Regions from separate parts of the Sus scrofa genome. Here regions 2, 3 and 4 are each linked to region 1. The links are chromatin contacts, called in public HiChIP or PLAC-seq maps. All regions are on one chromosome and are shown on one strand. Each heading gives the region's core, a stretch centred on a gene start, on an enhancer-like site or on the middle of the called end of the contact. The rest is flanking DNA. Distances are from core to core; before and after follow the strand shown. Region 1 overlaps PEAK1 (pseudopodium enriched atypical kinase 1). Region 2 has its middle 75 kb from the start of HMG20A. Region 3 overlaps PEAK1 (pseudopodium enriched atypical kinase 1). Region 4 overlaps HMG20A (high mobility group protein 20A).

Region 1 (6,538 bases), core at 2,801-5,300:
AGAAAGTATGGGACTTATTTTAAGGAAACTTAATTTTACACCAAAACATAAAGAGACTTGAATAAGTAGAAAGATTAAACATGTTTGTGATTAGAAAGACTCAGGAATATATGGATTCTTTCCAGATCTGTGAATTTAATGCCATTCTAGTCAAAATCCTAACCAACTTTTTTCATCCAGGGGTGGAGTAGGTAGGGAAATTTAACAAAGTTTTCTAAAATGAACCTAGAACCATAAGTTTAAGAGAAAAATTTTGAAGGAATAGAGTTATGAAGTTGGAATTGTATGACCATGTATTAGAAGATTTTTTTTTTTTTTTTTTTTTGTTGTTGTTGTTGTCTTTTTGCCATTTCTTGGGCCGCTCCTGCAGCATATGGAGGTTCCCAGGCTAGGAGTCAAATCAGAGCCACAGCCACTGGCATACTCCAGAGCCACAGCAACACAGGATCTGAGCCGGGTCTGTGACCTACACCACAGCTCATGCCAACGCCAGATTCTTAACCCACTGAGGAAGGCCAGGGATCGAACCCTCAACCTCATGGTTCCTAGTCGGATGCGTTAACCACTGTGCCACGACGGGAACTCCAGAAGATTTTTTTTTTTAACCTGCAGTAATTAAAACCATATGATGATGACCATAATAGAATAAACTACAGTTTGGAAAAAGACATATTAGTATATGAAAGTGATATCATTTCATCTCATTGGGAGAAAGAATTGGTAAACAAATGGTACTTGGAAAATTGGCTTAGAAATTGGAAGACTAAAATTATAGTTGTACTTCACATCAGAAACTAAGATTTTGGATGGATAAGATAATGTAATATTCTTAAAATGGAATAGTAGAATTTGAGTAAATACGTATGTAAATATATGATCACATAGGAGTTCCCATCGTGGCTCAATGGTTAACGAATCTGACTAGGAACCATGAGGTTGCGGGTTCAATCCCTGGTCTCGCTCAGTGGGTTAAGGATCCTGTGTTGCCGTGAGCTGTGGTGTAGGTCGCAGACACGGCTTGGATCCCGCATTGCTGTGGCTATGGCCGGTGGCTATAGCTCTGATTAGACCCCTAGCCTGGGAACCTCCATGTGCCATGGGTGCAATCCTAGAAAATTTAAATATATATATATATATATATATATGTATATGTATACACACACACACACACACATGATCAAATAGTAGAGAAAGCCTTTCTTATTTTTAATATTTAAGAAAATATTTCTTCTTATATATATATTTATTTATTAAAGGAAATAGTTATATAACCAAAAAGAAGAAAAAATACCCAGAATGCCAACCAGTCAGAGACCACCTTGATAGCATGTTGGTTGTATACTGAAGAGTTCTTTCAAATGTAGAATGAAACAAAGACACCACATATAAAAATGATTGATTTGGCTGTACAAAAATTATACCATTAAAAAAATTAATAGACCAGTGTTAAGCATGAACAAATATATTTGCCACATGATAAAAATTTGACACCTTTAATGCAAGAAGAGTGCTCATAAATCAGTAAGCAAGTGAATACCTGAATAGGGAAATGGGCAGTGATGAATATGCAGTTTGTCAAAGAGAACATTTTTTTTCGTTAACCCACTGAGCAAGGGCAGGGATCGAACCCGCAACCTCATGGTTCCTAGTCAGATTCGCTAACCACTGTGCCACGACGGGAACTCCGAGAACATTTAAACAACCAATAAACATGGGAAAATTTTGTCAATCTCATCAGCAAACAAAAAAATTTTAAGGAAAACAATTAAATACCTTTTTTTTTTTTTTAAATTGAGGCACATTTTAAAATCTACCAGATTGCTAAAGCTTTTTAAATTGAAAATACCAGTGTGGAAGATGATGCTTGGAAACAACTACTGTCATTAATAAATTTTATATTTTTCTCAAATTTTTGTCTTAAATATTTTAACAAAATAAAACAAATTAAACAAATAGAAAATATTGTATGATGGTATGCATTATTTTTTGGTTCAGAAAAAATTATCAACTCTTGCGTTTCAGTGAAAAAGGGCCCAGATACCTATTGTTGGTGAGGAGAAATGTAGTAGTACTATATCACTAGGGGTGGAATAAATTGATATAGCCATTCTCTAGGGTAGTTTAGAAAAGTGTGTTAAAATTGTTGATGATATACATAACTTTTGAGCCAACAATTTTACTTAAAATAATTTATCCCTGTAGAAAAGACCAGGAGTTCCTGTTATGGCTCAGTGATAACAAACCCACCTAGTATCCATGAGGATGTGGCTTTGATCCCTGGCTTTGCTCAGTGGGTTAAGTGTCTGGCATTGCCGTGAGCTGCTGTGTAGGTAGCAGACATGACTCAGATCTGGCATTGCTGTGGCTGTGGTGTAGGCCAGCAGCTGCAGCTCTGATTTGACCCCTAGCTTGGGAACTTCCATATGCCACAAGTGCAGCCCTAAAAAGACCCCCCAAAAAAATTAATTAATTAATTATCAGAACTATGCAAGAAGACATATTTCAAGGATATTTGGTGTATACAAGGATTTTCAAATGTTTGCAAGGGTATTTATGATACTATAAATTAAGAACCTAAATATACAAAATAGAAAAGTGAATATACTGTGGACTCTATCTATAATAGAATGCTATGCAAAAATTAGGAATGCTGTACTAGGTAGTAGTAAATGACAAAAGCTGAGTATAAATTTTAGGTACATTCTGATCCCAGGTAATTATTCAGCCATTTATTCACAAATACTTAGTGACAATCCAGGCATTGTTCTAGAATCTAAATACCCTTTCTTTGCTTTCATGGAACCTACATTCTAGTCAGGAGAGACAGAATAGTAAACAAATAATCAGTCAGCTGGTGATAATACTCTCCCGAAAAAATATAACAAACAGAGTAAGGTAGATAGGGAATACCAAGGAAAGGGATCAAGAAGTTTGCTGTTGACAAAGTGAGTCAGGGGAGTCTCTGAAAAGTGACCTTTGAATTGAGACCTGAAAAAAAGCTAGAGAGAAGAAAGCGATTTTTTTATCTGACGGGTGGGGGTGGGGTGGGGGCAGGGGGAGAGTATTCTTGATAGCAGGAACTGCAGGTCCAAAGACTTCAGTCAGAGATGAGTTATGTGTTCCAGCAAAAGGTTGGAGATCAGAAGTTTCCATCGTGGCTCAGTGGTTAATGAATCCGACTAGGAACCATGAGGTTGCGAGTTCGATCCCTGGCCTTGCTCAGTGGGTTAAGGATATGGCATTGCTGTAGCTGTGGTGTAGGCCAGTGGCTACAGCTCCGATTAGACCCCTAGCCTGGGAACCTCCATATGCTACGGGAGTGGCCCTAGAAAAGGCAAAAAGACAAAAAAAAAAAAAAAAAAAAAAAAAAGTTGGAGATCAGTATAGCCAACACAGATAAACCAAGGGAGAAAGTGTATAGGAAATAAGCTAAGAAAAATAGAGATTACGGATGCAAATGGAGGGCCAGAACAGTTATCTTATAGGTTGTTGTAAGCACATTGACCTTTACCCTAAGACTCTGAGACGGGATGCCATTGTAGGATTTTTGAGCAGAGAAATGAAATATAAATGATGTTTAAAAAGATCATTTTGGCTTTTTTGTGTAGAGTAGACTGGAGAGGAACAGGGTTTGGAGAATAGAGATAATTTAAGACGCTATTGTAATAACCTTGTCAATAGATAATGCTAGTTTGGACAAGTGGGAAGAAGTTTGATTCTGGATTTGTAGCATGTGCCCACAAACCCTTCTTTGAAGAAATAACTGTTTACATGTTGATGTATGTATTTAATTATCTCTATTTGGTGGGGTTGCTGATGACCTCTTTTTTTACTTATACAGATCTATGTTTTCCAAAGTTTCTGTAATGATTGCTTTTTGAATCAGAAAAAAAGGTGACTTTTGCTTTTACTGTGTTTTTTCCCATGATTTCAAAGTTTTATACACGTATAAAAATTTGAGTTGTATTTCTTTCCTTTTAGTGTTAGGCATTTCCTTCTCTCTGGTGATTCAGACAGTGAGTAGGCCCAGCCCTTAAAATAGAACCAAGATGTTAGTTAACTGACTAGCAAAACTGATTGAGGAAAGAAACTGTATCTTTTTTCAAGCTGGAAAGGACTGTAGTCAGCATTTTCCCCATCATCCTTGTTTTCTTTTGGGAAGTAAGCTTTTAGAAGCCTCCTTTATTACTTTTTTTTTTTTAATAAGTTTGGTGCTGTAAGGATACATTTTTACTTACGTGTTCTGCTGTTCTTGTGTCATCACTGATGCATAATCACTGATGCAGTGATGAAAAACTGCTCTGTAGATCAACAGAATGGTCATGTCTAGGTCATCCTTGCTCATCAGTGTGAGTCTTATTGCCGATTTCCTTAAGACTGTTTGTACAGATCATTAGAATATGCTATGAATTTTCTCCTCTGATTTACTTTTCTTATTTGCTTGATTATATCAAATATTAAAACGATTATACACCAGCTCACTCTAACCTAGGTAAAAGTTGTACTCATCCAGAGCATTTTGATTGGCAGAGAGGGAAAAAAGAAAAAAAAAGACCAGATTCAGACTTGGCTATAGATTATCTGGGTGATTGAGTTCTTAAATGATAAGACAAAACTGTTATTATCTGGAAGCATAACTTTAGTTTTGTATTAGTGGAAAATAGTAGCCCTTGCTTTGATTGGCAGTGTTTAGTCCTCTAACATACCTAGAAAATGGAGATTCTGGATTTTTGCTCTTAGCAGTGCCTCTCCAGGTGATGGAAGGAGCAGAGCAACCAAGATAAAATTTTGTTTTGCTTTGTAATTTGGTTTGAAATCATGCTTTACTAGTAAATTGCAAATATATATTGGCACTTAATTTTATAAGCAGCAAAATCACTTCATAGCCCATTGGCTATATACATTAATAAAAATAAATATGATTTTTAAAAGAAAAATATCTTACATTTTATTTTATTTTATATTTTGTCTTTTTAGGGGTATACTTGTGGCATATGAAGGTTCCCAGGTAAGGGCTTGAATCAGAGTTGTAGACACCAGCCTACGCCACAGCCACAGCAATGCAGGATCCGAGCGAGCCGCATCTTCGTCTTTGACCTACACCCACAGCTCGCAGCAACACTGGATCCTTAACTCACTGAGCAAGGCCAGGGATTGAACCTGCGCCCTTGTGGATCTGCTGAGTCATGACGGGAACTCCCCATTTTAGATTATGAGGAAATGTAATATATGAACTACTGTTTACCTAGTCTAAAAACGTTCCTGTACTTTTTATGTCTTTATACACCTGTTAAGCAACTTTGGTGGTAAATAAATGTTTTGCCATGTCTGACTTATTTTTCTTTGCCTAATTGGCATGTAGATTGAAGTTTTCCAATGATCTAAAACTTGTGTTTTTGTCATTTCCTGAATGTTTAAGTGAATATAATTCCTTTGCTTCAAAAATAATTATCTTGCCTATTGTGTTTATGCTTTCTGAATTTCTTAATTACTCTTCTGTGAATTTTGTGTGGCACTATGGAAAGAAAATCTCCCATCACTCAGACCCTATTAAATCCCAGCTCTGCTAATGAATAGCTGTCAGAATTCAGTTTCCTCATCAATAAAACTATATTATAGATTTGTTGTGATATTCTCTAGCTTTATGCCTAGTATGTGGTGGTAGGCAGCCGGTAAATATTCCTTGTCCTTTTTTCTTTTTTTTTTTTTTTTTGTCTTTTTGTCTTTTGTTGTTGTTGTTGCCATTTCTTGGGCCGCTCCCGCAGCATATGGAGGTTCCCAGGCTATGGGTTGAATCGGAGCTGTAGCCACCGGCCTACGCCAGAGCCACAGCAACGTGGGATCCGAGCCGCGTCTGCAACCTACACCACAGCTCACGGCAACGCCAGATCGTTAACCCACTGAGCAAGGGCAGGGACCAAACCCGCAACCTCATGGTTCCTAGTCGGATTCGTTAACCACTGCGCCACGACGGGAACTCCCCCTTTTTTCTTTATTTGTGTTTTATATTTGATTCCTTGTTGACTGGAACCTTTGGTGACTTTTGTTGCGGTATAAGATAATTTTTGTACAGAACGCTGTTGATGGCAGAAATAAAAGAATGTCAGTTACTGAATTTATTCTACATGGTGTTAGATCCTTAACTAAGGTCTTGCTTTTTCATTCTTTTTAAATATGTTTAAAGTGCAGTTTCTTAGTATATTCAAAACATGTACGCCAGATACACTGCAAGTTCTACCTTTGCTAGAAGCTTTGTAAGTATTGTATCTAATCCCTACAACTGTATAAGGTAGATATTTTTTTTTTCATTAAAGAGAAAACTGAGGATAATATCTGGAAAGCTTTTTAAATGTGTATATAATAATAAACCAATAATTATGGATTAAAATCCATATGGTATGCTGTAAACTGACCTGCCTAGAGAGTGAAGCTTCTGTTATCAGGCTAGAGTCATCTCCACTGGACAGCAGAGTAGTAGTTGTCAAGAAGCTGTGAGAGAGTTAGTTGAGCCTTTGCTGTTAGATATGATATTAAAGCA
Region 2 (6,050 bases), core at 1,747-4,246, 170 kb before region 1:
TAAAAGCCACTACCAGAACAATATACAATAGAGTGATTTTTCTTTTTTTTTTAATGACCACACCTGTGGCATATGGAAGTTCCCAGGCCAGGAACTGCATTTGAGCCATAGCTGCAACCTATGCTGCAGCTGCGGCAATGCCAGATCCTTTACGTCCCTGCACCAGGTCAGGGATTGAACCCAAGCCTCCACAGCCACCCGAGCCGCTGCAGTTGGAGTCTTAGCCCTCTGCAGCACAGCAGGAACTCTGATAGTTTTAAGACTTGCGTTTGAGAAAGGTTGCTCTTGTAGAGGTGTGCACGACAGAAGAGGGGCACTGGGGAGGGGACAGTTGGGGGTCCAGAGGTACTAAAGCTAGTGAAGAGCTACAATAGGACTAGTTAAAAGAGAAAAACAAAACAATGAGTTATTGTGGGAGCCCAGAAAAAAGCCGAGTGCTGGTATCTTACAGATGCTGGGCCTGGGGATGGTGAGAAGGGCCACTGCAGAGGGGGTTCCATGGCTGAATGAGAGGGGTTTCTGTGAATGAGGGATGGTGGGGGATGGTTAGGGGAGTGGGGCAAAGCGAGGGAGAGGCATGGAGAATGACGGGTTCTCTAGCTTGAGTGGGCAGTGGAGTTCTTGACTGAGCTGGCAGATGCAGGAGAAAATGTGGGTTTGGGGAGACTATTTAATTTTGGACAAATTGAGTTTGAAGATTCTGCAGAGTGCCAGATGGAGAAGGCCCGAGGGAGCTGGAAATAGAGATCAGGAACTCCAGTGAGGAGGGGCCCGGAGATTCAGATCTGAGCTGTTGACATGCAGAAGGGAAAGCCTGGCTCCTGGAGAGAGAGAGAGAGAGAGAGAGAGAGAGAGAGGGCCAAGGTCCAGATGGTATCTGAGCAGTGGGGACTCTGGAAGGTCCTTAAGAATACAATTTTTAGATCAGGTGGGATAATCCAAGATGTAGCTCACACAGAACTTAATAGCTTATTAGAAGCTGCATGTGGTTCAGTTATTTTGATCTAGACCCAGAGATTCAGAGCTAGAGGGGATCATTTAGTCTTTTCTTTATTCAGCACCTTTTAGGGCCAAGCACTGTGAATAAATAAAAGCGAGAGTAGAGAAAGCTGTTTCCTGAGAGCAGAGTGCTCACAAATAGACCTAGAAGGAATCATGGAATTCGAAAACCACAGTAGGACTTCCCATTGTGGTCCAGTGGGTTACAAACCTGACTAGTATCCATAAGGAGGCAGGTTCGATTCCTGGGTTTGCTCGGTGGTTTAAGGATCTGGTGTTGCCCTGAGATGCAGTGTAGGTCGCAGACGCGGCTCAGATCCCGTGTTGCTGTGGCTCTGGTGTAGGCCAGCAGCTCTGATTGACCCCTAGCCTGGGAACTTCCATATGCCACAGATGCAGCCTTAAAAAGACACACACACACATAGGAAAGAAAGAAAACTACAGCAGCACAGCAAAGACACTGTCTTATCAGTGAGCTTTGCAGTTACCCAAGTCACCCAGGTTTTAATGGAGAGATGGTCTGGAGATGTTGCAAGTGACACAGACAGTGGCCTAGTTTGGAATAATGGAATGAGGGTCTTTACAGAACTCAGCTGAATGTTTTTCCACTATGACATTACTGCATCTCAACAGCCTGTTAAGGTATATAGGGTGGATTAAAATCCCCAGGTTACGGATGAGAAAACTGAGTCTCCAAGAGAGGAAGAGACCCATGCTAACCAGTGGCTGCAGTGGCTGTGAACCCAGGTTTCTTGGCTCCATCCAGACCTCATTTAGCCACCTGGGCTGAAGGAAACCTGGGAGTCAAGGCCAAAGGTGCCTGGGGACTGAGGTCCATGAGGGTGGGGATGGGGAGAGAGGCACACCACTTCAAGTTCAAGTTGCTAGTTTTGCAGAGTGTAAAATTACTGCACAAGTCCCAGAGAATAAACAGAGTTAACACCCCATTAAATACAATGGACTTTCAACGTGAGCTTGAGACGTGCCCAGATTGAAACTAGCTGAGCAGGAGCTGGCCCGTGAGTAAAATGTATCACACGCACTGCCTTAACGTTTCCAAAAAAGAAAAATCTAGCTCGGGGAGAAGAAAGCGCCGGCAGCAGCTCTGCAGGCTCAGGGCTGAGGATCCGGTAATGAAGTCTTTCTGGAAGGTAAGAAAGGGCTGTGTGCTGTATGCTATTTTTAAACATGCTGGAGCAGCACATGTATTCCTGCCCCTCCGCACTTTCTCCAGCAGAGGAGGGGCCCCGGGGAATGCAGCCAGGAATTTAGATGCTATTTATTGTATTTCCTTTTATCAGTCAAATGATTTTCCTATTTCCCACATAGATAAAGATCTTCCGCTTACAGCTCCAGCTTGTTGACCTTGTCAGGACTGCTGTGCAGTCTGGAAATTGGTCCCAGAGAGAGAAGGGCATTGTTGTGAGGGGTTTGTTTGGCGGGTTGGGTTTTTCTTCTCCCAATAGGGAGGAGATCCATTTACAAAAAAAAAAAAAAAAAAAAAACCTTCCAAAAAACAAAAACTGATTGTTTCGTGTCTTTTTCCAAAACTGCAAGGTTGTCCAAGGAATTTGGTTCCCCAACCTCCCTCTGACCTCCACCTGAATATCTCCACCCTATCTTTCACCATCTCTCTCTCTCTCTCTCTCTCTCTCACACACACACACACACACACACACACTTCAGCAGCAAGCCTGACCCTGGGCCTGCTGCTGAGCCGCAGTCTTGGCAGGCGGTGGGTGGTGGGGTGGAGGGGGCGGCAGCTGGGTCTCAGCTTGTAAGCTGAGCCAGGCTCTCCGCGGTGCCAGGACTAGAGGCCCCTTGGAGATGCCAGCAGGCCTGAGTGGGAGCAGTTACAACTTCCCCTCGCTGGAAGCTTTGGAGCCAGCAAGGCCTCTAGGAGCCGCATTTCCAGGCGAGGGAGTGGCCTCAGGGCTGCTATCCAGCGGGAGGTCTCCTCTTGGGCAAGCTGCCCTCTTTGTTTGCCTCGCCTGGGCCTGCTGGCCAGGTTCAAGGGTCGGAGCCAGCCCACTTCTCCTCGCCTTCTCAGAACGCCACCAGCGGATGATGCCGGAGGCCGGGGTTTCATTATAAATCCTCTCCATTTCTGGCTCGTTCTCAACCACAAAACATAAAGAGAGCCAGCGAGCCTCAGCTAGAATTCAGCCCCTCGCAGACTCAATGTTTGCAGAACGAGGAGCTGCAGGCCCCTCCGCCCCGGCGTGGGTCCGCTGCGGATTTTGACAGCCGCCAGTTTTTTCTGAAGCCCCAGGTTCTTCCCCAGCGTCGTGGCGCTTCCGGGCCAGGACGGCAGAGGGCAGTGGCTCTCCTGACAGCACCTCTGTCAACGCGGCGCTCACACATCTGGAAATGGGCTCTCCCACTCTCTTACGAAATGCTGGACGAGGATCGGTCTGTGTGAAATGTACTGGCACCGAGGGAGCAGCATCCGCATCAAGAATTCCACTTTCTCATTAATGCTATGTCCCCCTCAAGAGCGCTTGTGGAATGTGGGGAATTCGCCTTGCCAAGGCAGCCAGCAAATCTCAGTCTTTTGGGGCTTGGTCAGGCCTGGGTGGAATGCTTGGAAGGACCACCTCTGGTCCAAAGCCTTTGCCCTTCCCTCCCACGTGGAAGGTGAAAAACAAAACAGAGGAGCGGACCCCCCAGATCTTCCCCCAGGGGAAGAAAGCAAAAAATGAAAGCCTTGCCCTTCCGTGCCTCCTGAAGACAGCGCATGCTCATAGTTCCAGGTTCTTGAGAAACAAGACCTAATTCTAAGAAAGCATCTTCCTAAATTACAAGCGATTAGAAATGCCAGTGTGACTCGCAGTGTGCAGCTGGGAAGGGAGAAACTGGATGGCGGAGGGCAGAGCTGGCACTGGGGAAGCGCCTGCCTTCTACTCTGAGACTGCTCCCTAGACTTCCCAAAGCTGCATGCATTTAAATGTCCACATTTTTTCCACAGAAGCCAGCACTCTGGACTTCTCTTGGCCAAACAACACATCTGTCTAATATGATGTGGGAGAAATATGTTACATTCTTTTATGAACGGAATGTTAACACCACCTAGAATCAATATTTATATCCAAGAACACAATGATCTGGCTTGTTTTGTGCTGCCCTGTTGCAGAAAGGGACATTCGGGAAGAGCTGAGAGGTTCCCTCTCTTCTTGCCCAGAAAGGCCGACCTACCAAGGCAAATCATCTGGGGCTCAGGCATCGAAAGGGTTTCGGCCTTGGAGGCCCTGCTGGTTCCCTTCCTGCCCCTGCCGCCCTCTGTCTCTTGGGACTTCAAGAGGAAGTCAGAGAGCAGCAAGTGGGGCAGGAATGTGCAGTGAGATCCAGGACCTGAGGCAGCGTTCTGTCTAGCTGACAGTCCCTGAGGGTTGCGCTTTGGGGAGGAAGGTCAGGCTTACATCCTGGCACTTCCTCCTTCTCATCAAAGGAGGAGATGATACACCTTAACATAAATCCTTAGGCCAGAGACTTCTGGGAGCCTAAAAACAAAGAACAGTGGGTAAAAACATTTTCTTTCATGCTGGTAATATTTTTTTGGCCAGGCAATGACCCTTATCTGAGACAGCCACTGTCACAGAGACGGAAGCCACCTCTCCCCTCCTCAGAATCAAGGAGATCAAGCTCCTTAGGATGGTTTATTCTTTTTTTTTTTTTTTTTTTTTTTTGTCTTTTGTCTTTTCAGGACCACACCTGCGGCATATGGAGGTTCCCAGGCTAGGGGTCTAATCAGAGCTACAACTGCTGGCCTACACCACGGACACAGCAACGCCAGATCCAAGCCGTGCCTGCAACCTACACCACAGCTCATGGCAATGCTGGATCCCTAACCCACTGAGCAAGGCCAGGGATCGAACCCACAACCTCATGGTTCCTAGTCGGATTCGTTTCCGCTGCACCACAAAGGGAACTCCTGGGTGGTTTATTCCTTAATGCTGTTTTTATTCCATTGCCTTCTAAAGCTTCGGGGCCTGCAGCCTGGAGTCAGCCACTTGCAGGTAAAATCATTACCTAATTATAAAAAAACCCCAACCAAACAAAAACCTCTCCTCCTTTCCCAGAACATTTAAGTTTGCCTGTACCAAAGCATCTACAATTGTGAGAGTCCTGAATTGGTCCCTCATTTTGCAGAGCAAGCAAGCCTATTTCGTTTTCACATTAGATGGTGAAGGTTACCACTTTCAACAATAGCCCTTGTCTCTCTCATTAAATGCCTGGAGCTCATTATGGTATAACCTGCAGAAGAGTCTTTACTGCTTTAATAGGCACGGTCTTTAGAAAAGATCTTTGGCTTATATATAAGATCAAGACATGATTAATCTTGGCCCCATTTAGCCGTGGGTCAGGTTTTCAAGCTACAGAGAAACCCCTTCTTAGCATGATCATAATTTACAAGTTTCTATCATCTCTAGCCCTTTCCCCCATATTGTTAGCATGTTCAGGTGCTGCAAATCACTTGGTCTGTCTTGTATTTTCATCCTGTTGTAAGATATGAATAAATCTTTGCTATAACATCAGCTATGGTAAACAGATATTATTTCACAGTAAGCTACTGGGAAGTTCAGCATCTTCTTTACAGATGCAAAATTCCACCTGCAGAAATCCCACACAAGGAACCTATGTAAGTTAAATGCTCTAAACATCTTTAGAGATACTGCCTGATTTAAGCCAACAGAAAAGTTGCACCTGGGTCCAGATGCTGTTTCTGGTGTCAAGGGCAGAACAAAGGAATAGTGAAGGTTGGTAGTAGGGCAGATGTTCCGACAGTGAAATCTTTAGTCAGGATGGAAGAGATTGGCGGGACCTGACTTTTTGTCTGCACAGCAGGGCCAGGATCTGAGAGAAAAGTGTTAACATAAAAAGCCTCCCTGGGCGTCTTTAGTAAATGTCACCCCAAGTTCAGACCTATCTAAAGCTTTAGAATTGTCAATGTAGGTGCTTACTTAATATTTCCCCTCCTGCATCTCAACCGAACATGTCCACAAGGATCTCTGACTTCTAGCCACTCCCACCTGTCCACCCCCCAAGTCTGC
Region 3 (6,114 bases), core at 2,711-5,210, 130 kb after region 1:
TGGCCTTAAAAAGACAAAAAAAAAAAAAAAAAAAAGACAGATGCTTAAATTCTTCCCTCAGAGATTGACTTGGTAGGGCAGTTCCCCAGATGGATCTTATTTAGCTAGCAACCCCTATCTGCACACTCACATTGGGGAGCCAATGCATTAGTTAAGATCAAACCACAGAATTAAGCTAGGTGATAAGATGATCATTTTTGCATTTTAGAAAGCTTAATCTAACAGTAGAGAACTATGGAGTCATCTGAGAATTCATTAAAATGCAAATTCTGATCTAGTAGGTTTGGGATGGGACTTAAGATACACTTCTAAGAAGCTTCAAGATAAGACTAATACTGCTTGTCTGAGGACCACATTTTTGACCAGGAGAGAGGTTAGATTGGAATGAGGTGAGACTATAGGCATGGAGATCAGTTAACAATGTATTGCATTGCAGAAATCTAGGGAAAAGATGGTATCTGAATCGTCTCAGTAGTGTCTGATAATGGCAGGAAAGAGTTCCAGCAAAATGTAATAGATAAAATTGGCAAGACTAATTTAGAAAGGAAGTTAGGATGTGGAGTTAGAAGCGAGGAGCAAGGTGTTAAGAATGGTCTGAAGGGGAGTTCCCGTCGTGGCGCAGTGGTTAACGAATCCGACTAGGAACCATGAGGTTGCGGGTTCGGTCCCTGCCCTTGCTCAGTGGGTTAACTATCCAGCGTTGCCGTGAGCTGTGGTGTAGGTTGCAGACGCGGCTCGGATCCTGCGTTGCTGTGGATCTGGCGTAGGCCAGAGGCTACAGCTCCGATTCGACCCCTAGCATGGGAACCTCCATATGCCGCAGGAGCGGCCCAAGAAATAGCAAAAAAGACAAAAAAAAAAAAAAAAAAAAAAAGAATGGTCTGAAGGCTTGGGAGTTCCCATTGTGGCTCAGCGGGTTAAGAACCTGACATAGTGTCCTTGAGGATGCGAGTTTGATCTCTGGCCTAGCTCCATGGATTAAGGATCTGGCATTACCATAAGCATAGGTCACAGATGTAGCTTGGATCCAGCTTGGCTGTGGCTGTGGCGTAGGCTGGCAGCTGCAGATCCAATTCAACCCCTAGCCCAGGAACTTCCATATGCTACAAGTGCAGCCTTAAAGAAAATTAAAAAAAAAAAAAAAACCCTAACATTCCAAAATACTGATTGGCCAAGGAGAGTACATAAAGTACCCAAATTAGTTGTCTCTCTTTTAACCTAAGAAAAATTTAGGAATGGAGCCAATTTTTTTCAAATCATTCATCACGATAAGCCTCATAGTGCCTTTTCCATTCAGATTTTCTTCTTCTCTCCCCCCCCCAACAGATTGATCACACTTACAAAAGCTGCTATGAAACAGAGGGGAGGTGAAAACTAACAGATGAAAATTTTGCCATGCACTGAAAGGAAAGCATTGTCTGTGAAGTTCTGTATTTAAAAATGTCTGCTTGTAACACCTTTACTGAACACGTTTGGAAACCTGGTGAATGCAAGAACTGCTTTAAACCTAAAAGCTTACACCAGCTCCCCCCAGACCCTGAAAAGGCACCCATCACCCATGGCAATAAAACTAATGCCAACCATAGTAACAACCACCGAATCAGGAACACCGGAAATTTCCGGCCTCCTGTGGCTAAAAAGCCAACTATAGCTGTGAAGCCCACTATGATGGTGGCAGATGGGCAAAGTGTGTGTGGAGAGCTTAGTATCCAAGAAAACTGTGAGAACAAACCTGTCATCATAGGATGGAATCGAAACAGAACGGCCTTGAATAAGAAACCACTTAACAATAATAATGAAGATGATATTGAAGGATTTAGCCATGTTCCTAAGCCTTATGACAATAATGATAGTGCAAAGAAGGTATCAAATAACAATAATGGACTAACTGAAGTGTTGAAGGAGATAGCAGGCTTAGATACCACCCCTCAGGTAAAAGGAAATGAAACAAACTCCAGAGAAACCTTCTTAGGAAGAATAAATGATTGCTATAAGCGATCACTGGAAAGAAAGCTTCCGCCAAGTTGCATGATGGGCGGGATAAGGGATACTCAGGGCAAGCATGTTATTCTGAGTGGAAGCACAGAAGTGATCAGTAATGAAGGAGGCCGATTCTGTTACCCAGAGTTTTCTAGTGGCGAAGAGAGTGAGGAAGATGCGCTTTTCAGTAACATGGAGGAGGAGCATGAGAGCTGGGATGAGAGTGATGAAGAGCTGCTGGCCATGGAGATTCGTATGAGAGGGCAACCTCGCTTTGCCAACTTTAGGGCAAACACTTTGTCTCCTGTTCGATTCTTTGTGGACAAAAAATGGAATACTGTCCCCCTGCGAAATAAATCTCTTCAGAGAATCTGTGCTGTCGACTATGATGACAGTTATGATGAAATCCTGAATGGTTATGAAGAGAATTCTGTGGTCTCCTATGGACCAGGAAGCATTCAGAGCATGGTGTCATCTGACTCCACATCCCCAGATTCCTCTTTAACAGAAGAATCACGGTCCGAGACAGCCAGTAGTTTATCCCAGAAGGTTTGTAATGGGGGACTATCTCCCGGTAACCTGGGGGATTCTAAGGACATGAAGGAAAGTGAGCCCAATTGTGAAAGCCCCAGTGGTAATAATCAGGAGAAGACCTCAGCACAAGCATCCAAAAGCTCAGTAAAAGTTCCAGAGACACACAAAGCGGTCCTTGCTCTCCGATTAGAAGAGAAAGATGGCAAGATTGCCGTTCAGACTGAGAAGCAAGAAAGTAAAGCCTCTACAGATATTGCTGGGCAAGCAGTAACTATAAACCTCGTTCCTGTAGAAGAGCAAGCAAAGCCATACCGAGTAGTGAATCTGGAGCAGCCATTGTGCAAGCCTTACACTGTCGTGGATGTGTCAGCAGCCATGGCCAGTGAGCACCTCGAGGGCCCCGTTACCAGCCCCAAAACGAAGAGCTCATCTTCTACTCCTAACTCTCCAGTGACATCCCCTGCATTGACATCAGGACAAGTAAGTGCCCATTTCCAAAAATCCAGTGCAATCCGCTACCAGGAAGTCTGGACTTCCAGTACCAGTCCACGACAGAAGATACCTAAAGTAGAATTAATTAGCGGTGGGGCCGGACCAAATGTCCCTCCAAGGAAAAACTGTCACAAATCGGCACCTACTTCACCCACGGCTACAAACATTTCCTCCAAAACTATCCCTGTTAAGTCACCTAATTTGTCTGAAATAAAATTTAATAGTTATAACAATGCTGGTATGCCACCTTTTCCAATTATCATTCATGATGAGCCAACTTATGCTCGGAGCTCCAAAAATGCTATCAAAGTTCCCATTGTCATCAATCCAAATGCATATGACAATCTAGCCATTTACAAAAGTTTTCTCGGAACAAGTGGAGAACTTTCAGTGAAGGAAAAAACCACAAGTGTAATAAGCCATACTTATGAAGAAATAGAAACTGAAAGCAAAGTGTCTGATAACACCACTAACAAACCCACTGAATGTCCCCAAGCTAAAGGGTTTTCAAACAGCACAGAGCGTAAAAGGGGCTCAGTGGCTCAGAAGGTTCAGGAGTTTAACAGCTGTCTTAACAGAGGTCAGTCTTCACCGCAGAGAAGCTATAGTTCCAGCCACAGCTCCCCAACAAAGCCCCAGAGAACCACTCAAGAACCTGTGGCCAAAACAGAAAGCACTCAGGAGTCTCAGGTCGTGAGCAACAGCAGCAGCACCAGGGAGAAAGCGAGCACAGTGCTTTCTCAGATTGTAGCTTCTATCCAACCCCCACAGTCTCCTCCAGAAATGCCCCAGTCTGGCCCTAAAGCTTGCAGCGTGGAAGAGCTTTATGCAGTTCCTCCCGATGCCAGTGTTGCTAAGAGCACACCTAAGAGCACACCGGCCCGGCCCAAATCTCTCTTCACATCCCAGCCCAGTAGTGAGACTGAAGCAGCACCTCAGACCACAGAAAGTCCTACCACCAAAGTACAGAAAGATCCACTCATGAAGCCAGTCACCACTCCCCCCTCCAAATTAGTGACTAACCCCCCAAATGAGCCACCACCTCCCTTTCCCCCACCACGCTCTACATCCTCCCCTTACCACGCAAGTAACCTTTTGCAGAGGCATTTCACCAACTGGACCAAGCCAACCAGCCCTACCAGGTCCACAGAAGCTGAATCAGTTCTGCACTCAGAAGGCAGCAGACGGGCAGCTGATACAAAACCTAAACGCTGGATATCATTTAAAAGTTTCTTCCGCCGTCGGAAAACAGATGAGGAAGAAGACAAAGAGAAAGACCGAGAGAAAGGGAAGCTGGTGGGCCTGGATGGCACGGTCATCCACATGCTGCCCCCTCCTCCAGTTCAGCGCCACCACTGGTTCACAGAAGCAAAGGGGGAATCCAACGAGAAGCCAGCCATTGTCTTCATGTACAGGTGTGAGCCTGCCCAAGGCCAGCTCAGTGTGGATCAGGGCAAAGCCAGGGCAGAGCAGTCAGCAGTCACAGAGAGGAGTGGAATGGAGGATGGGTTACTACAGGACTCAGAGAAGAAGAAAAGAAGTCACTCTTCTCCATCACAGATACCTAAGAAAATTCTCAGGTATGTAAAAGAGGCTGGCAGAATGTGGGGATTTTTTAAAACATTTTCAGATGCTAAGGTTTTTTGCATCCCTAAGATTGTATAAGAGCCATTTTTGTTTGTGAGTAGCACTCAGCGGCCATCATCTGTCTCTATAACTGCATTCCAAGATTAGAATATTATTAAAGTGATTTTATTGCAGTGAACAAGGTTTATGCTCCTGGATTTTTTAGCTAAAGTAACCTGCAGCATTCCAGTAAATGCAAAGGGGCTTTACCATAGAAAAGCAAATCCGTAACACTTTAATAGCAATAAGTAATATGTTGCTTTGAAATATGCTATGACAGTGTGAGGAAGAAACGGGATCAAATGGGTAAATGGTGGTACTGTTCTTTTCTTCATGGTAAATGAAATCAAACTCTTTAAGCAGGCTTTTTCTTTTGGTGGGGATTAGGAGAGCTTTCATTGAGGTGTTATCTCTATATGCATTTTTTAAAAGGACTGTATTTTTTTTTTTATTGCTGTCTCTTTCTGTCCTTATTTCAAGTGTTGTGGAAAGGTGGGGGAAAGAGCAAGCAGTTTATAATTGTTTAACATGTAGATGAAATAAGAGAAGTGGTTATTGAGATTGAGACCCAGTGTTACAATCTTCTATCCAACTAGTACACCCACATCAGTTTTCTAAGCATTAGTTTTCTTTTACCTTGAGTAACCTACCGTCTATAAGGTTCATTGATCACCTACCCTGTATATATCTCAAATCCTTGTAACAGCCCTACAAACTGGTTGTATATTTCCCTTGAGGAAACTAAAAATCAGAGAAATTAACTGGCCAGATTCACGAGGCTAGTAATTGTCAAAGTCAGAATTCAAACCCTGATCTATCTCACTGTAAAATTTGTATTCTTTCAATAATGTTACATTGTTAAGGAACATAAGATCAAACAAAATTTGTATATTTTCACATGTAACATTCACATAAACATTTGTTTAGGATGCTTAAGTTTTTTCATTCTCATTTCTATCGTAAGCAAAATTAATGAACTGCCAATAAAAACAAAGAACTGTTGTTTGTAACAAATGATTTCTTTATATCCCCTGTTCTTTTTATTCTTAAACAAAGATATGCCCTGAGTATTCCATTCATCTGATTTTTAGTCTTCCTCCCTCTTGATTTACAGAGAGCTTTCTCTGCCAGGCCTGGCCTCCTCCCAGCAAAGACAGAAAACTCTGATATAGGACAGATTTTCTCACCAGCTTGTCTTTAGAAAAGTGTGAATAAAAATGAACACTTAATCCCTTCACTTTTTCTAGCAAAATGCTAGGAAGCTTTATATATATTCTTTACTAAAATAAACTTTTTGCATATCCCCAAATGGTTGCCAAAATGCTAACAAGTTCCTGTTTTCCTTATATCCATGTAATCACAAAGCAAGTGGAATAGTGGTAATGTATTTCTGGGAAGAACGGCTTTGTCATTGGTAGTTGAAAGTAGATGATAGAATATTATACTCCAGTAGTAATAAAATGCATGTATTGCAGGTTACTG
Region 4 (6,274 bases), core at 536-3,035, 150 kb before region 1:
CTTAAAGTAGAGTTTGATAGATGACTAGAATTTAGAGGCAAAATGGGATAATGGGAGAGGGTAATAGAAAAAAATAAGTGAGGGAAAGAAAGTATTTGTGTCAAAGGAAGAATTTGAGCTCAGGCACGAGGCAGAGAAGGATGAAGCACCTGGAGGACAGTGAGTATTAAAGTTTTTGGGTTTTTTTTTTTTTTTTTTTGGTCTTTTTAGGGCCGAACCATTGGCATATGGAGGTTCCCAGGCTGGGGGTCGAATCAGAGCTGCAGTTGCTGGTCTATGCCACAGCCACAGCAATGCGGGATCTGAGCCGAATCTTCGACCTACACCACAGCTCACTGCAACGCTGGATCCTTAACCCACTGAGCAAGGCCAGGTATTGAACCTCTGTCCTCATGGGTGCTGGTCAGATTTCTTTCCACTGAGCCATAGCAGGAGCTCCAGTATTAAAGGCTTTTAAGTACATAAACTACATATGGGAATTATGAGAGTTTAAGGTATTTGGAAAGGGAAATTGGGACTTAATTACAGAAAACCCTGATTGCTACATTTGAATATGATTTAGTAAGCAATGAAGAGTCATTGAGCATTTTCAAGCATGAAATTACCACAAATTTAATTTCTTACAACCATATATTAACCGTAGCCTACACATAGGCCTAAATCCTATTGCTGAGGCTGAACCAAATGGAAGGGAAAAGGCCAGAGAAAAATATGTGCCAGCAGGAAAGGAGGCATAGGAACCAAGATAACTGTCACTTGTGCTCTGCACATGCTGTAGTCGAATAGTTCATTTAAATTAAATGCCAAATTCCCTAAGTAACAACTTTTTGGGAGTCGGAATAAAGTATCTGATGATGTTAATCTATAGTCAGCTTACAGCTTTTAGTTGGTCCTCATTTCTACACCTCACTCCAAGCTCTAGCCATCTTTAGCATCTAAAGCGAATAAAATTCTTGGGTCACAAGAGGGGCTGGAGTTAAGGGGTTTAGTTCAAGGACAGATTCATAACATAAGTGTCTGCCATTTGCTAAGCATCCTCGAGCTAAAGGCAACTAACCCAGTCCTAATTATGGGACAGAAAATATTCTGCTGTGATTAAAAAAATGGTCCAATAGCATTTCAAATAGCATCACTATTATATACATATATCATACACATACACACAACGTGTAGACAGAAAGTTAATTACCTCATGATCATGAGTAGCCTGTCGGGCTGCATCTAAAAATATGAAAGAATAAGAATATTAAGCTGAAAACCAAAACAAAACAGTAACAAAACCCAAGCAAATGACTGTGCCAAACTACAAAAACTGCTGGTATATGTGGGCTCTCAAAATATAATAGCTTTATTAATCAGTCAGTTAACAAAAGTTAAAGGGAATTCCATCTTACAGGTTAGCCAATTAGACATAAGAGAGGGAGTTCCCGTCGTGGCGCAGTGGTTAACGAATCCGACTAGGAACCATGAGGTTGCGGGTTCGGTCCCTGCCCTTGCTCAGTGAGTTAACAATCCGGCGTTGCAGTGAGTTGCAGTGTAGGTTGCAGATGAGGTTCGGATCCCGCGTTGCTGTGGCTCTGGAGTAGGCCGGTGGCTACAGCTCCGATTCGACCTCTAGCCTGGGAACCCTCCATATGCCATGGGAGCAGCCCAAGAAATAGCAAAAAGACAAAAAAAAAAAAAAAAAAAAAAAGACATGAGAAACAGCAGACATCATTCTTATCTTTGAGGAGAATAGAGTGGACAGGAAATACATGCCAAAGGCTGTTTGCACAACATTATAGTTTAGCAGGCAAGATGCCCAAAGGAGAAGACGCAATAGCTAAGTAATGTCAGGCTTAGCTTTGGCAGTATTTCCTCAAGTAGGGGAACTTTTAGCAATCCTTGTAAGAGTGTGATGAACAATTTTATTTTATTTTTTGTCTTTTTAGGGCCGCAGCTTCGACATATGGAGGTTCCCAGGCTAGGGGTTGAACTGGAGCCGTAGCTGCTAGCCTACATTACAGCCACAGCAATGTGGGATCCAAGCCACATCTGGGACCTACACCACAGCTCACAGCAATGACAGATCCTTAACCCACTGAGCAAGACCCAGGATCCTCATAGATGCTAGTCAGATTCGTTTCCGCTGAGCCATGACAGGAACTCTGTGATGAACAATTTTAATGGAAACTAAAAGATCCGTGAAGATGGGGGTTTTGACTGTTTTGTTTACCTTTGCATCCTTAATATTTAGGTTAGCTCCTGATATGTAACAGGAAGTGTTCAATACATATTTTGAATACAGGCACACATGAATGAGTGAATTAAAAGGATGGTCAGTGAAAGGCCATCAATGATCACATGAAAGGCTTAGAGGTGTTAAAGCAAGGCAATTATGTAGCATAGTAGGCAGATTTGTTTAGAGGCAGAGAAATGCCTAAACTGAATAAGAAAAAAAGCACAGGGCAACTACAAGGGGTCTTAGAGTACAAGCCAAATTGATACTGGATATGGAAATACCAACTGAAATTTCTAAATGAGAGCGATGTGATTTTAATAAAACTCCAAGATGTTTTTAAGTGAATGTAGTATAATAGAGAAATGAGAGAAATGTATCTTTTATATTTAGCACTCTAATAGTAGGCTTTGTGACACCCCATCATGCAAAAACAAACTACAGATACATTTGGTTCTGGTTCTGATACCTTGCCTATGAGATTTGCCTTTCTGACGGTCCTGTGTTTTCCTACTGAAGACCTTGTAGGCCTCAGTCTTCTGATACTGCTCCAGTTCCTTCATGTAACGCTCCTTATCTCTGTCTGCTTCATCAAGGTAGCGCTAGGAAAGAAATGTTCAAGAAATAGATCTTATTGAAGTAAAATACCAATGAACTCTGTGAAGAAAACAGAGGACAATTAGAACATGGAAAGAAAAGTACACGTGAGGAATAACTTTAAGGGAGAATTAAAAAAAAAAGTCGTGAATCAGAAAAAAACGCTCAATTATAAAAGTAATAGGTGATTCTGACTTTTAAGACTGTTTATGGCTTTTTCTAACTTATTGAAGACAAGTTCTACTGAGATCACTCTCATAAAAAATTCACAAGAACATGATTATAGTTCTTCCTCTAATCCTATAGATAGAACTACACATGGCCACTAGAATCCTCAAGAAGACTAAACACCACATAGGCACAATTAATCTTCCCAGGGGAAAGGATGGAATATTACTTTGTGTCTTTATCCCCAACCCATTCTGAGGGGATGATCTCATACATCAATGGGCCTTTTAAGAGCCAGAAGAGTGGAGACATAAAGAGCATAAAAAAGAATGACCTCATCCAGTGGACCTAAAACGAACTACTGTGAGAGAGCCTGTATCTACATGCTTTGTGATATGAATTATTTAAACAAAGTTCATTGATCTACTAGGATAATTTTGTTTAATGCCTTGTACTTTTCATTCATCAATTAAGTTTAAGAAATAAAGTATAAAAACACTGCTTCTAAATGAAGTCAGAAATATGTTAAAAGCTTTATCCCACATTAAGAGCCGGATGTAGGGGACAACCGACTGGCTAACTCTGGGACAATTCAAGTATCAAAATACCTAAATGAATATCTTAGAGTATTTAGTAATAAATTATAAACTATTGGGAAAAAATTCTTTTGCCGATACCAATAGTAAATAAATAACAAACAAATACATAAATGGAGGGAGGAAGAGGGCTCTTGCTTAGACTGGAATACCGAGGGCTGACTGGTAAATGCTGAGGGAGTGAGAGAGTTGGAAAATCATCATTTTGCAAAATGATGGTAAAGATTAGATCAGGCAAAAGTCATCAATGAATGCTAAATCTAGGGCAAAATTTTGATGTGGAACAGACTATTTTCGTGTTCTTAAAGTGGTCTTTCCACAGATTGATTGTTAGTTATAAGGGAGAATAAAAAACTTTATTAAGTGAGCAACATTAACATTACACAAAAGGATATCGTGTGCCTGCATACATGATACCCTGAGCAGGACCAACACCATCTATGTGGTATTCTGACCAAGAATGCATAACCTCAATCTAATCAGGAGGAAACATCCAAAATCAAAATGAGGAATGTTCTGTTAAAAGTAAACAAAAAGGAGGGGCAGGAAGAGGGACAGACTGTATTCTTAAAATATATCAATGTGACAACCAAAGGCTGTGGAAATAGTCCAGATTAAAGGAATCTAGAGATTTGACTACTAAATGCAGAAGCTGACCCCCTGGACTGGAATCTGAACTGAAGGGGGAAAATGTTACAGAGGAATGATGTTAGGTCAACCAACAAAATTGGAATATGGATGGTAGGTCAGATAAAAGTATAGTGTTTAGTAAGGTTGTTAACTAAACTGTGGTTATGTGAGAGAATATGTCTGTTCTTAGGAAATCCACACTGAAATATTTAAGGGTATAGGACTATGATGTATGTGTGTGTGTGTGTGTGTGTGTGTGAGGGGAGAGAGAATGCACGAGTGTGCCCAAGCTTTCCCGGGAGAGTATGAGCATGTGCAAATAGAGAAAAAGTGTTAATACTAGATTAATCTGGGTAAAGGGTATTTGGGTGTACTCTGTTCTATTCTACGTTTGTAACTTCTTGCATATTTGAAAAATTACATTGAAAGAAAAAATTAAAAACAAAGACAAACACAAAAACCCTTGCCCTACTTAACTACTGTTAATTATCCCCGTGGGCTGTCACTGGAGATGACTTCTGCTTTTTTCTCTACATACTTCTGTACTGCCTGAAAATATTTTAAACAATGAGCAGGTACTAATTTTGAAATAAAAAAATTAAAGAGAAAAGCGTAGCCTAGTATGTACAGCTCATGATCCCTTTATACATTAGCACTAAAACAATGGATGATACACGCTGTTTTCTATTAGCTTGCTACCACAAGCACAGAGCTCCAAATTGCAACTCAATCTGATCTCTTTGAAATTTTTTGAATTCAGTTAATTCCCAAGAGTATTTTCCAATTTGGTTTTAGTCTGTTTGGAGTCCTTTTTAAAGAATGTAAGGCATAAAAGAAATATAGATATATTTCAGATGCTGAGAATACTGGGACCTTTTAACCCAAAACTATTCCCACAGTCATTACCATCACACCACTTCTGTGGCATTTCAATGAGTTCGTGGTTATCTTGTCTTTAATTCCACTCAAATCTCTCCAACAAATGGATTTGTTTCAGTTTGGCAATAGGGTTAGTTTCTGTCTTGGAGGAGAAAGAATTCAAATAGTTTTTGCTTTATTTTCCATAGTAGGTTAAATCTGCCAGAACTCCAGTTAAAAAAGTTTATATTAAAGCAGTAAAATCTTTTTCTTAAAAATTTCATGTGAACAAAATTTTATCAAAGGACCTTTTCTCATTTATCTCATGACTTTATTCATTTAACTCCATAGAATAAAATTATGTTGACAGATTTCTTATTGGTGAACTACTTTTTACAAAAATCTTTTATGAATTTTTAGGACATAAAGCAAATAAATGTGGAGTTGCTTTGGTTGAGGGGGGTCCTAGAGTCCCTCCTGCTCACACCCCTGCAGCAGACTCGGAAAGAGTGTAAAAACCACAGAGCTGGAGAAAAGAGCTGTGAAGGACCCTGCTATTCTGTTCTCCTAGGCACCATGACAAAAGTGAAGAATCAACAGGCAATTTTCTTTGCTTTTCTGATATAAGGTATTTTTGAGATTTAATCAAAACCAAGCAAAGGATCAGGAATAGGAACAATTACCTGTTTTTCCTCAGGAGGAAGTTTACTCCATTCATTGCCTAACATCCTTGTAATTTCTGGAAATGGGACTTCTGGTCTTTTTGCTCGAAGCTGTTCTCGACGCTCGTTCATGAACCGGACATATCCTGTGAGGGGGGATTTGGGTGCATTGCTGTCTCGAAGAGGTTTCTTCCTTTTTCTTCCTTTGGACCAACCTCCTCGTTTACTTCTTTGCTACAAAGGCGAAATAAAAACCCTAGATCAAATTACAATAGCAAAAATTTCCCGAAATAACAACAATCAACACCAAAAAACAAAACAGGATTAAGAATTGCATTTTCCCACCATTAAGGCCCTGGATATTTTCAAGCTTTCCAAATCTGTTATAGGTACAAATGACTGCAATGCAGTTTTCAAGAAGGGACTCCAGAGGGTTCACTTGCAGACCTTTTTATGTGCTATGTTACAAACTGTTACACTCAGGGGCTATTTTAGGGCTAACCCCAACAGATAAGAATAAGAGGTACCATGCTCAAAAAGCCTTG

The links. HiChIP or PLAC-seq counts read pairs in DNA pulled down with a chosen protein or histone mark.
Region 2: a contact with region 1 is called in an H3K27ac HiChIP or PLAC-seq map of alveolar macrophages. The contact joins two enhancer-like sites. A contact is called at or near these places in 1 of 47 Hi-C or Micro-C datasets (embryonic fibroblasts) and 1 of 2 datasets of contacts at active chromatin or transcription factors (alveolar macrophages).
Region 3: an H3K27ac HiChIP or PLAC-seq map of alveolar macrophages shows a contact between it and region 1. The contact joins two enhancer-like sites. A contact is called at or near these places in 1 of 47 Hi-C or Micro-C datasets (embryonic fibroblasts) and 2 of 2 datasets of contacts at active chromatin or transcription factors (alveolar macrophages and skeletal muscle).
Region 4: an H3K27ac HiChIP or PLAC-seq map of alveolar macrophages shows a contact between it and region 1. The contact joins two enhancer-like sites. A contact is called at or near these places in 2 of 47 Hi-C or Micro-C datasets (embryonic fibroblasts and epiblast stem cells) and 1 of 2 datasets of contacts at active chromatin or transcription factors (alveolar macrophages).

Annotation. Positions count from the first base shown.
Region 1 is chr7:57,406,858-57,413,395 of Sscrofa11.1, reverse strand. All of the region lies in intron 1 of PEAK1 (pseudopodium enriched atypical kinase 1), which reads left to right. Among named protein-coding and RNA genes, the nearest start is that of PEAK1, 35 kb to the left of the region's middle. Within about 2 kb of position 4,050, at least 5 of the 83 cell types and tissues checked have an H3K27ac peak or open chromatin away from gene starts, as enhancers often do. A contact at or near this core is called in alveolar macrophages, where this site is marked.
Region 2 is chr7:57,576,232-57,582,281 of Sscrofa11.1, reverse strand. No RefSeq gene overlaps it. Among named protein-coding and RNA genes, the nearest start is that of HMG20A, 75 kb to the right of the region's middle. Within about 2 kb of position 2,996, at least 64 of the 83 cell types and tissues checked have an H3K27ac peak or open chromatin away from gene starts, as enhancers often do. A contact at or near this core is called in alveolar macrophages, where this site is marked.
Region 3 is chr7:57,276,912-57,283,025 of Sscrofa11.1, reverse strand. It overlaps PEAK1 (pseudopodium enriched atypical kinase 1), which reads left to right. Exons shown (of 6, transcript NM_001244188.1): 3 at 1,327-4,586. The coding sequence starts at 1,441. Among named protein-coding and RNA genes, the nearest start is that of TSPAN3, 92 kb to the right of the region's middle. Within about 2 kb of position 3,960, at least 18 of the 83 cell types and tissues checked have an H3K27ac peak or open chromatin away from gene starts, as enhancers often do. A contact at or near this core is called in alveolar macrophages, where this site is marked.
Region 4 is chr7:57,551,007-57,557,280 of Sscrofa11.1, reverse strand. It overlaps HMG20A (high mobility group protein 20A), which reads right to left. Exons shown (of 11, transcript XM_021099019.1): 5 at 5,751-5,963; 6 at 2,688-2,820; 7 at 1,190-1,221. Among named protein-coding and RNA genes, the nearest start is that of HMG20A, 50 kb to the right of the region's middle. Within about 2 kb of position 1,785, at least 2 of the 83 cell types and tissues checked have an H3K27ac peak or open chromatin away from gene starts, as enhancers often do. A contact at or near this core is called in alveolar macrophages, where this site is marked.